2 separate regions of the Mus musculus genome follow, and region 2 is linked to region 1. The links are chromatin contacts, called in public HiChIP or PLAC-seq maps. All regions are on one chromosome and are shown on one strand. Each heading gives the region's core, a stretch centred on a gene start, on an enhancer-like site or on the middle of the called end of the contact. The rest is flanking DNA. Distances are from core to core; before and after follow the strand shown.

What was found. HiChIP or PLAC-seq counts read pairs in DNA pulled down with a chosen protein or histone mark.
Region 2: a contact with region 1 is called in an H3K27ac HiChIP or PLAC-seq map of extraembryonic endoderm stem cells. The contact joins the enhancer-like site here to the promoter of Ldb3 in region 1. A contact is called at or near these places in 4 of 484 Hi-C or Micro-C datasets (the N1E-115 cell line, embryonic stem cells, liver and 1 more), 5 of 115 datasets of contacts at active chromatin or transcription factors (embryonic stem cells, extraembryonic endoderm stem cells, intestinal villus epithelium and 1 more) and 3 of 9 other capture datasets (adipose tissue, liver and pancreatic islet).

Annotation. Positions count from the first base shown.
Region 1 is chr14:34,586,577-34,591,965 of GRCm38.p6, forward strand. It overlaps Ldb3 (LIM domain binding 3), which reads right to left and starts at 2,031. Exons shown (of 15, transcript NM_001039074.2): 1 at 1,801-2,031. The coding sequence starts at 1,893. It also overlaps a transcript of Opn4 not described here.
Region 2 is chr14:34,621,127-34,627,124 of GRCm38.p6, forward strand. No RefSeq gene overlaps it. Among named protein-coding and RNA genes, the nearest start is that of Gm52113, 3.8 kb to the left of the region's middle. Within about 2 kb of position 2,490, at least 24 of the 459 cell types and tissues checked have an H3K27ac peak or open chromatin away from gene starts, as enhancers often do. A contact at or near this core is called in extraembryonic endoderm stem cells, intestinal villus epithelium and trophoblast stem cells, where this site is marked.

The DNA of each region.
Region 1 (5,389 bases), core at 781-3,280:
TGTCTCTGTGAGTAGACTGTGACTGGTACAGAAGGGACCTCAGCAGCAAACGCCACAAGCCTAGTGTTCACGGGGTCTGTCTTGCCATCAGCACTGGGCCTGGGATGCCCAAGCCTGAGATGCCAAAGCCCACTGTATCTGTGGCCCACTAGATGTAGTTTTTCAGGAGAGAGCAAGACCTGAACACTACGGCTCAGTCCACCCTGCTGCCGGCAATCTGAGGTATGTATCAGATATGAGGTAAACCCCTAGTACCCTGGCTTCTATTTTTAAAAGTCTCCCTAGCATTAGCTTCCAGCACACCCCCTCTTTGAATGAGGACATTCTTCCTGCTGTCTAGCTTAAAGCCTCCCTGCTGCCATTTAAGCCTTGGCCATCCGGGGCCAGGTGGTGCATAGGTCCGGAGTGAGGTCATTGACTTTCCTGGGTGCTACTGATCTCAGTGATGAATTTGTTCCCATAAGACAAAGCAGCAGGCCTTGGAGATGGTGGGCTTTGGGGGCTGTGGGCTCAGCCCTAGGCATAGGAGGTCAGAGGGCACATGAGGACGGTAGGAGAGGCCCTGTCTTATACAGGAGTGGGGCCTGGGCAGAGCCTGGATTGGGGGTAGCCACTGGGCTCACCTATCTATATGTCACCACATCATCAAGCAAGATGGACATGGTTTAGGGTATCCTCCTAATAGGGGGCCCAGTGGTTTTCAGGGCAGTGTGTCTGGAGGGCAGAGACTTCAGGTCTGAGGTAGAGAGGTGAAGGACACTGCCCTTCCACAAAGGCTCCTCAAAGTGCCTAGCTTAAAAGTGATAGGAGGACCAAGACTGCTTCAGAGGGAGCACTGGGCCCTCTGTCCAGGACTTCCCAGGATTCCCCACTACCACTGAGTGCTAGCCCTAGGTCCAAGGGCACTGTCTGCCACTCTATGGAAGAAACTGCAATCCAGTCATACTTGATTCCACCCTCCAACTGTACAGTGACATCCTGGAGTCTAACTCTACATCGTAAGCCCAGATCAGGCCTGCCAGGGGCTCAGCCACCAAGCAGGTTATACTAGTTCCCTGTATGCCTCCCAGGCCCCCTAAGCCATGAGAGCTTTGGTCCCACGTCTACCAGGACTTGTAGGGTGTCCTTACTTAACACATAGTGAGCAGATAGCACCAGGCTGTGGCCTAGGGGCTGGGACTACAGCAGTAATGAAACTTCTCTTCCTTCCAAGTGTGTCTACTTTTTGGCCTCTCTGGGCCTCAGTTTCTCCAAATCACAGGAGCTGTCCCCATCACCCCTGACATTCAGTGTTACTTCCATTGGACAGTGCTGTCTCTCCTGGACTTACATCCGACAAACAGTAGGGCAGCAAGGACAACACGCTGTCCCTCTGTCTACCTGACTGGCACTGCCTTCCTCCTGATAGATATGCTCTTTCCTAAGCAGCTGCCTGCTTCTAGGGAGGGATTCCAAGCTTGGGGACTACCTCAAGCTTACCGTGCTGGGGAAGGCCCTGCACTCTCTACCCACAAGCTTACCCAGTCTGCCAACTCAGCATTTCTTCCTCCACTCAAAATGCCAAGCTATTTGCCCCTGACGTCTTGCTTAGATGGGCAAAGTCCAGGGAACGAGCTGAGGTGAAACAAATTGATCTGTGGCTAAGATAAGGAGACCATTCCAGCCCTGGACTTCAGACCAGGAATCGGGCAAGAGCCCTGGGGAAGACAGACAGACTGACAGACAGATGGTCATGAGTGTACCCTCTTCCAAGAATGCCCCACCCCTTTGAGAATGAGGCTGTGGGCCATGTGCACTTACCCGGGAGATAGTGAGGGGCATGTTGAAGTCCTTGCCTCCCTGCAGACGGAAGCCCCAGGGCCCAGGCCCAGTCAGAGTCACACTGTAAGACATACTGGTGCTGACAGCGGTGGCTTCCTCTGCAGGCAAACAGTACGAAGAGTCAGGTGAGAGGACCCTTATGCAGCCTATCTTCCCAGCCCCTATCTCTGGTCCTGGCCCCAGACCCCAACCCCTGGCCTTGCCTGCTGCGTTCCTTGCTGCCTGGCCAGGCTGTGCAGAGCTCCTGGGAGGCTCCTAAGAATAGCTGGGAGTGAATGCCATCGACACTGATATCTGCCCTTGCTGCGCCCATAAATGGACTGTAACCCTACACTGGGCCCGCCTGCCCATGGCCTCCCAGCCGGTCCACCATGACTCACGCAGCTAATATAGTCCCTGGGGAGGGGTGTCAAGCACCCAGAACACCCATCCCCAAGGGGCAGGCATGGAGGACTGGCCTCCCTTGTACCCTCTGCAGAGTCCACGTTCTGTGGTAGTCAGTGGGTCCACTCTGGATAGGGGTTTTGCTATTCTGTTGTCCCTGGTGGGGACCATGAGTTGGCACCTTATCCCTTGTAGGGCCCCAGTGGGGCCTTGGACTCAGCTTAGCCTCCAATGGGTCAGAAGAATGATTGGCTCCTGGGTCGCTTTTATGGGTCTGGACATAAGAATGCTCATGTAGTGGCAGGGCTTTGAACATGGCCAAGTTCAGAAAAGGACTCTTCACATCAGCTTCCACAGGGTCCTGGCACCTTGGATTGTAAAAGCCAAGTCTCAGAGAAGTTAAATCTATTCTCCAAGGTCACACAGAAAATGGACTCAGGTCCCACAGGATCCTGAGCTCATTCCAATGGGACTCATGTCGGATAATAGGCTCCTAGTGGCTATAACATCTTCCAAAGCCCTGGTCCGAAGAAGGGGGTGCTGCATGACCCCCAAGATAAAGGTCTTAGGCCAGGTCTGGGGTTGTCCCACCCCTCTAGACCCTCTGGGGCCCAGGCAGTTATTCCTGGCTCTCCTGTCTCATTTGTACCCTGGAAAACTTGACAGTAGCATGGAAAGCTACAGCTGCCAGCGTCTCACGCCAGGCTCCGTGCCCTTTGCGCAGGAATGACAGGGGGGTAGGGAGAAGTGCCATGTGTGCCATTTGTTCAGCTGCTAGGACACAGAGATAGAAGGGACAGGAGAGGGGGAAGCATGTGTGGCATGTTCAGCCCATACCCCGGTGACAGTGTGCCCTGGGCGGGGGCCTTGGCCCTTGGGACTTCAACCAGCATGATGTTTGGATTAAGATACCCCTAGAAGCCTGCCCTCCCAAAAGAGAGACTTCAGATCTCATGTGGTCTGGAGATAGATCGAGGTTCACTCAGGCTCCTCAGCTCGAGAAACTGAGTTTCAGGGAAGATGGGGTGGCTTCTTGGTGGCCCTCTCAAAGACATTAACCTGAAGGCTCAGTGCTGGCCTGAGTGTGAGTAATTTCCTAGCTGTCATAACTCCGGTCTCACACCCCAGTCCTGCCATATGTAGGGTGCACGGTAAAAGTGGTGATGTTCCAGGGTCACTTGGTAGTTTGCCCAAGGCCATGAAAATTGCAAGTGGAAGCAGTGGGGGGTGGGGGCTTGGGCTTTTCTTTGTACCATGCAACTCCACCTTCATGGCCAGGAGGCCGGACCTCCCCATCCCTCTCCCATCCCATCCTCTGTACCAGCCCATCCATCCTAACTCTCTCCTTGCTCCCCAGGGCCATCTATCTGTCATTCCCAGCTGGGGAAGATCCAGCCAGGAGGCATAACCAGAAAGAAAGGGCAGACCTGGTCCTGGAACCCCATCGATGTTGTACCTGGAGCCGAAGGCTCTTTCTCTGGCCTCTGGCACTGCCTGGTGGCTTCTGGTTAAGGAAAAGGTGGTAGAGAGATGCTCTTAAAGGGGAAGGCCAGCCTCCCTTGGCCTCCCCTGGGAGATCCAAAGCCAGTTGGAAAGCAGCTAGTACACAGAGACTGGGCGGAGCTCCACACGTCACTGGGGAGGGGTGCATGGGCCATACTGGCCTTTGTCCCTCCTCTATTTTGCTTCCCATATAGTTTGAGATGGGTTTTTAGGAGTGAGAGTTAAATCTGGAAATCTAGGGGTCAGAATAAAGAAACTGCTGGAGGCATGAAGACCAGGCCCTGTTCTCTTCACTGACGCACCAGGAGACATGCTTATCACTAGAGACCCTGTTTGTTTGTTTGTTTGTTTGTTTTTATTTTCCTGTGCCTTGTCAGATCCACATCTGGAAGGAACTTGGACCGCTAACATGGAACGAGTAGGGGCAGGGTGTGCACACTTGTTGCTTGGTGTGCATGCAATAGGTACCTCTGTGCCTGCCAGTGCCCATGTACATGTGAGTGTGGGCCACAGTGAGAATGCTATGGGAGGAGCTAGAGGCAAAAAAGTATTCCCAGTGCACAAAGTAAAGTCTGTGTTCAGCTTTTGAGCCCTGGACGCGGGGAAGGGCTTTCTGAACCAATGAGATGTCCGGCCTGGTTGTGAAAGCTGGCCAAGATGTTTATCTCATAAATAAATGATGTGTTCCCCAGTGCCATCGCCATTGTCATTGTCTGGACAATCGCAGCACATACAGCGTCTGGGGAGAGGCAACCGCTGCTGGAAGGGGAGCGGGAAAAACCGGGGTTCGTGCTTCAGGCGGGGCCCAGTGTGGCTGCTGAGCTGAGTAGCGGCAGACTGTGCTTCGCGGCGTGGAAAGGGGCCGGAGATTCGTATCCAGTGTGGCACGAGTGACAGGAACACCTTCAAAGCTTCCAGGCTTGTGACATAATCCTGGGTCTGTGCATGGGATGGGGAGGTGACGGGGCTGGGCAAGTACCAGAAGAAAGGGAGGGCCAGTGGGCATCCTACATCCCGAGATCCAGACTGGGGAGGTGTCCCTTGGTCTGAAAATAAATAATACAGATCTGTCCGTCTCTAGGAGTGTCTCACAGGGCCTCCTAAAACCTTTTCCTATTTGAGAACATTGACAAGCGAAAGGAACTGTGGGAAGGGAGGGGTTGTGGTCAAGGTTGGGGGTGGACCTTCTCAAGGACCACACCCCCAAAGGGGTGGATCTTCTGGAGGACCACACCCCAGAGAGGGTGGTGCTTCTCAAGGACCATACCCCAAAGGAGCCAGTAGTCTTAGGCTGTTTTCAGTATAATCCTTGGGATATCCTCAGACTCTTGGACTCTTGACGTTCAGACTCTGTATGCCGCCCTCCACCCCAGTTCATCTTTCCTCTGAAATCCCCTGTGTGAGGCCTGGCATCCCCTTCATCTCTGCTGCCCTAACCCTAACCCATTCCCCTTTTTCCCGACCTGTAGCACCAGCTTCCTCTGGAAGTTCACCTCACAGACACACCACCCTAGTCCAGGACACCAGGTTCCTTCTTCTGAACCCCACTGTGTTCACTCAGGATGTTCAACCCCTTCTCCCAGGGAACCTCAGGGAATTGCTTCCGTGTGCTTGTAACCTGATGGCAATGCTTGTCGCTTGTGTTTGACAACTGCTGATGGTTGGCCCCTCCTGTGGTCCC
Region 2 (5,998 bases), core at 1,240-3,739, 35 kb after region 1:
AACTCACAGGAGCTGTAACTTCTCAAAGTAGGGCTGAGGGCTTCAAGAAACGCTAGAGGGCACCACCAGCCATGGCTCCCAGCTGTCTGCTGCCTCTAAAATTTGACCTGCGCTATAGAGCTTCTTGTCAGATTCTTGTCTTCATATGTTCTTTCCCCACTTCCCTCCCTCCTTCCCTCTCCTCTTCCTCCTCTTTTGTGTTCTGGGAATCAAACCAAGGTCTCACACATACTAAGCAAGCACTCTTTACCTGAGCTAAATCCCCAGCATTGTGTGTGTGTGTGTGTGTGTGTGTACCTTATTTAGGGACAGACAAGGTCTTACTAAGTCACCCAGGCTGGTCTTGACTTTGTTCTATAGCACAAACAGGCCTTGAACACGCAAACCCTCTCACCTCAGCCTCCAGAGTAGCTGGGCTTATAGACCTGCTTCACGAGGCCAAACTGCCCTCCTGTAATTTCTCTCTGGATGAAGCAACAGGACCAGCCAGATGCTGGGTAACCTAAACAGACTCACTGACAAATCTGACAAAGTTATAGGCAGGAATATTTAAACAGTTTTATAGCCGTGTTCAGGTATTTTAAATAAATTATGAACCAAATATATACAGTTTTCGAAGACTGGAAACAGTGAACCTGGGACCTCTGGGACATCATTCAATAATCTAGTCTGTACGTCATTGAAAATCCATACCTGGCCGGGCGTGGTGGTGCACACCTTTAATCCCAGCACTTGGGAGGCAGAGGCAGGCGAATTTCTGAGTTCGAGGGCAGCCTGGTCTACAGAGTGAGTTCCAGGACAGCCAGGGCTACACAGAGAAACCCTGTCCTGAAAAACCAAGAAGGGGGAGGAAAAGAGGAAGAGGAGGAGGAGGAAGCAAGACTTTTTCCTGTCAAAGTCTGTGAAAGACCACAATAGCGCTCTCTCCTCTCTGCCCTTCCTTGTCCCCTCCCCACTCACACACACACTGCCCCCCCCCCCCGCCCCTACTCTCTTTTGTTTTCTTTTTTGAGATGAGATCACATTTCTGTAGTCCTGGCTGGCCTCAAACTCATGATCCTCCTGCCTCAGCCTCCAAAGTTCTGGGATTACAGTCATTCACCAGCATTCTTGGCTAGTTTAGAACATCCTAAAAGGATAAAAATTTTGTCCACTTGGGATCTCATATTTATTAATTGATTTTTTTATTTTATTTTTATATGTAAGTACACTGTAGCTGTCTTCAAATGCACCAGAAGAGAGTGTCAGATCTCATTACGGATGTTTGTGAGCCACCATGTGGTTGCTGGGATTTGAACTCAGGAATTTCGGAAGAGCAGTCAGTGCTCCTAACCACTGAGCCACCGCACCAGCCCAGATCTCATATTTATAGCATGTTATTTATTTTTTTAAAAAAAAAGTAAGAACAGGTTTTTCAGACACATAGAAAAACACAGAATAAAAAATAAAAAGAATGAGAGGGAGAGAGGGGAGAAGGGGAGCAGGAGGGAGGGAGGGAGAGAGAGATCTAGATCTGCAGATTCAACAGACATTAAACATAGTGAAACTGGAGAGACAGCTCTGAAGTTAGTTATGAGTCCTTGCTGTAGAGGACCTGGGTTCAAGTCTCAGTACGCCACATGGTGGCTTATAACTCTTTGTAATTCTGGCTCCAGGCCACCTGACACCCTCTTCTGGCCTCCTCAAGCATTAGATTAAAAAACAACAATAGCCACCCAAAACCAACCCAAGTGAATTGTAAAATGTGAGCGAGGGTTCCTGGAAAGAAGCCCTGTCCGCAAAGACTGATAGCTGATTAGAATGGCAGGAATGTGGAGAAGGTTGGAATGTTGCAGGTCCAGGGCTAATTACACCTTATCTTGGACTAGCTTAACCCATGTCTCTTTTCTTCAGGCAAAGCCTAAACAATCCCAAATACGATGAACATACTATTAAGGTCTGAGGTAGACATCTTTTACGTTTATTACAAAAGGAAATGCTGGGGCTGGAGAGATGGTTATGAAGGCTCACTGCTCTTGTGGAAGGACCCCAGTTCAGTTCCCAGCATCCACATTAGGCAGCTCACAGTGACCTATCTAACTCGTTGTTCTTTATCGCTCTAGGGGATCTAACACCACCATTAGGTCATGTCTCAGGCATCTGCACTCATGTGCTCTTACATGCAGGCAGACATTACGTTACATAAATGCATTCAAAAAGAATTTTGAGTGTGGCAAGCAGAGGCCCTGCCTTAGTGACAGGGAATCTAGACCATGGTGGCCACTGATACACTAGTCCCAGAGGAGACATCGCTGACTAAAGCAAAGAGAAAAAAAAAAGAATATTAGATGTTTCTGTTTCTCCATCTATCTTAGAATTTCATTATTCAAGATCTTAGTCAAGGTCAAGAGAAAGAAGAGCAAAGTCAGACGCTGACAGAGGGAGAAGACCAAGGAGCTGGAGCTGGATCAAAGCCAGCGCTGACGCAGGAAGAGGCTATGCTGGAGACTGCGTGCTCTGATAAAATAAAAGCCGGCTTCGTGATAAGCACCCAGCTTCCAACAGACAAGAAGACACGAGTCCAGAGATAAACACCCCAAGAGACACAGCCTGAGGATCACAGTGACAAAGAACATTCCGATAAGGGGTGAGGACAACGAAGTCCTTCTGAAACTCTAACTCAAAGGAAGGCAGAAGTCACTCAAGACCCAGGCCTGAGAAAGGCCATTGTGGTAGAAGCAGGAGTTGTGGCAGCACAAGAGTTAAAGCACACGGGGAGCTTGGCAAGACCACAGACCCCCACATACGGAGGAATGGGTGTCACGTCTTCAATGCATGGAACAAATACAGGTTGAGAAAGAGCACCGAGTTATTTGATTTTATGACTTCCTGTCCTGGTGTCAGTTCCCTGTTCACGTGCAGGGGTGTGGTTTTTGATGTTAATTTTTCCCATTAAACTTGACGGGACTGTACAAGGACAATAAATAAAAAGGTGAGTAAACAAACAAATAATGGGGCTGGAGGTGATGGCTCCGTGGTTAAGAGCACTGGCTGCTCAACCACATGGTGGCTCACAACCACCTGTAGTGGGATCTGATACCCTCTTCTGGTGTGTCTGAGGACAGCGATAGTATATTCACATACATAAAATAAATATGTAATTAAAAATAAATAATAAAAATAAAAGGCAGATGATCTCTTAAAACAGAAAGTAAGTAAGAAAGAAAGATTTGAACAGAGAATTAGAGAGAGGGACCTGGGTAGATGGCATCAGGAAGATGCTTGCCTTCAAACCTGATCATCTATCTGTAAGCCACCTCCCTTGCATCCACGTGATGGAAGGAGAAGACTGACTCTCACATCTCCCGACACACGTGCAAATGTATGTACAAAACAAACAAACAATGTATTTTTCCAAAACAATGAATTGATTTTTAGAGAAAAATATACATAGATCCAAGAGTGGACTTGAGGGCCCAAGAATAAGCTCTCTCATCCATGGTCAGCAGAGGTTGGTGCTCTGTCGGGACAGTGTCTGGAGAGATGGCCTAGTGGTTAAGAGTGTTGGCTGCCCTTCGTGGAGGACCGGAGATTGGTTCCCAGGATCCACTTGGAGGCTCACAGCCATGGACGGCAGGTGTATTGATGGTGCACATATGTAAATGTAAGCACTCCAGTCACTCATACACATTAAATAAAATAAATCTCTTTTAGGTGTTGAGGACAATTCAATGAAATAGGGTGGTCTTTTAAACAAGCAGGTATTGTGGAGAATCGGATATCCACACACAGGAGGATGAGGCTGGATATTCATCTTATGCCCTACAGGAAAATGGGCTCCAGCTGGATTCTTTATTTTTTTAAGATTTATTTATTTCATGTATGTGGGTACACTGTTACCGTCTTCAGACACACCTGAAGAGGCATGTCGTTGCTGGGAATTGAACTCAGGAGCTCTGGAAGAGCAGTCAGTGCTCTTAACCGCTGAGCCCTCTCTCCAGCCCTGGATTATTTTTCTAAGTGGAAGATCTGTGAGTATGACACTCCTAGGAGAAAACATGGGGTGAAAGCCTCCTAACGTTTGGGTAGGCTAGGGTGACTATGACAGTAAAACAAGAGAGAAATTGAAAGAATAAAGCAGACTTCGTCAGCGTTCCCCAAAGGACTCAAAGGAAACACCAAGACAGTCCACGAAATGGAAGAAGACGGTTACAAGTCTCAGGTTTGATAAGCACTGCTCATTTCTAGATGTTACAAAACATTCTTGCAGCCTAACAATAAAAAGACAAAGAAATTGACGACGGGCAGAAGACTCAAATAGACATTTCTCTGAAGACACACAAATCGCCAATAAGCAAAACTCAACGTTAAGGAAATGAAAAACAGAACTGCCAGGAGCTGCAAGAGGTAGCACAGCCCTTGTGAGACTGAGGCAGGAGGATAGGAGTTTAAGACCCACCTATGCTACAGACAAGGGCCCTGTCTCATAAGGCCAGAAGCAACAAACAAACAAAATCAACAGACCAAATAACCTACACTGAGACATCTCCACGCTCACTAGAGCGGCTGTAGGCTTTGTTGGTGTTGTTTGAGACATGGTTTTGCTCTGTAACCTGGTCTGGTCTAGAACTCAAGACCCCCATGATCCTGTCTCCAACTCCTTAGTGTTGAGATGAGATGTCTGCACCACTACACTCAGATCTATGTAATTATTTTAAATGAAAAATAGCAAATGTTGACAGGAATGAGAAAGGAAGCTGGACCTTTGCATTACTGCTGGGAATGTAAGATCGTGTAACTTCTGTGCGAAAGCAGTTCTGAAGTTTCTCCCAGAATACAGACATATTACATTTAATATTCATGTACACAGTATATATAAAGTTAACACTCTACCCAGAAATTTCACTAAATACCTACCCAGGAGTAGTGAAGTTTGTGTGCTGGGGATATAGGTTAGTATGGAGTGCTTAACTATCACATGTAATGCTCTGGGTTCTAACTCCAGTACCACAAAAAGAAGGAAGGGAGGAAGGGAGGGAGGGATGGGAGGGAGAGAGGGAAGGAGAGAAAAAAGGAAGGAAGTACATATTCATACAAAAACTTGCACATGAGTATCCATAGCATTATTTATAATAAAAAGGGAAAGGTATTTTGAATATGTACTTATGGATAAGCTTGATGAGCAAAAGATTAGTCTACAATAAAAGGGGGATGAAATACTAATTTGCTACACCATGAATAATGCCAAAGCATTTTACTGGACTGGGATACAGCTCAAAGATAGAACGCTTGCCTAGTACTTGTAAAGTTTTGGGTTCTATCCCTCCCCTCTCAGTATTGGAACGAAATTTAGACTAAATTTAATTAGACTAAATGAAAAAAATCGAACTTCAAATTATGATTCAATTCATAGGAATTATCTGGAATAGGAAAATTAATAGAGAGGGGTCATAGGTTAATGGTTGTAGAAGCTTGTGGAGGAGGGACTTGGCCAGCTTGAAGCTCTAGAGCCGGGGGGTGGGGGGGGTGTCTTCAAACTCTGTGCCTACATAGTTCCAGAAGAAGCAGCATAAATTGCTCTGTTTTTAAAAGATGATTTGTGTTTATTTTATGTGTATGAGTGTTCGTCTGCATGTGTATCTAGCCACCAGCGTGTGCCTGATACTCTCAGAGGGCAGAAGAAGGCATCAGATCTCCTGGAACTGGGATTACACATGGTTGTGAGTCACTATGGAGGTTCCGGGAACTGAACCTGGGTCCTCTGGAGGAACAGCCAGGGCTCTCAATGACTGAGCCATTGCTCCAGCCCCCACTATTGCCCCTGAACTTAGGAAAACACTCAGGTTCACTCCCAATAGGAGAAACGCAGAGCTAAGCCACCCTGGGATCACAGGCCTCGCCTATCAGATTGGCAAAAACTCAAAAAGCTGACAACACGCCCTGAGACCTGTGGGAAAGCAGAATGCTCATGCATAGCTTGTCCAGGTGCAAAATGGCACCACCCCACAAAGAAGAACTT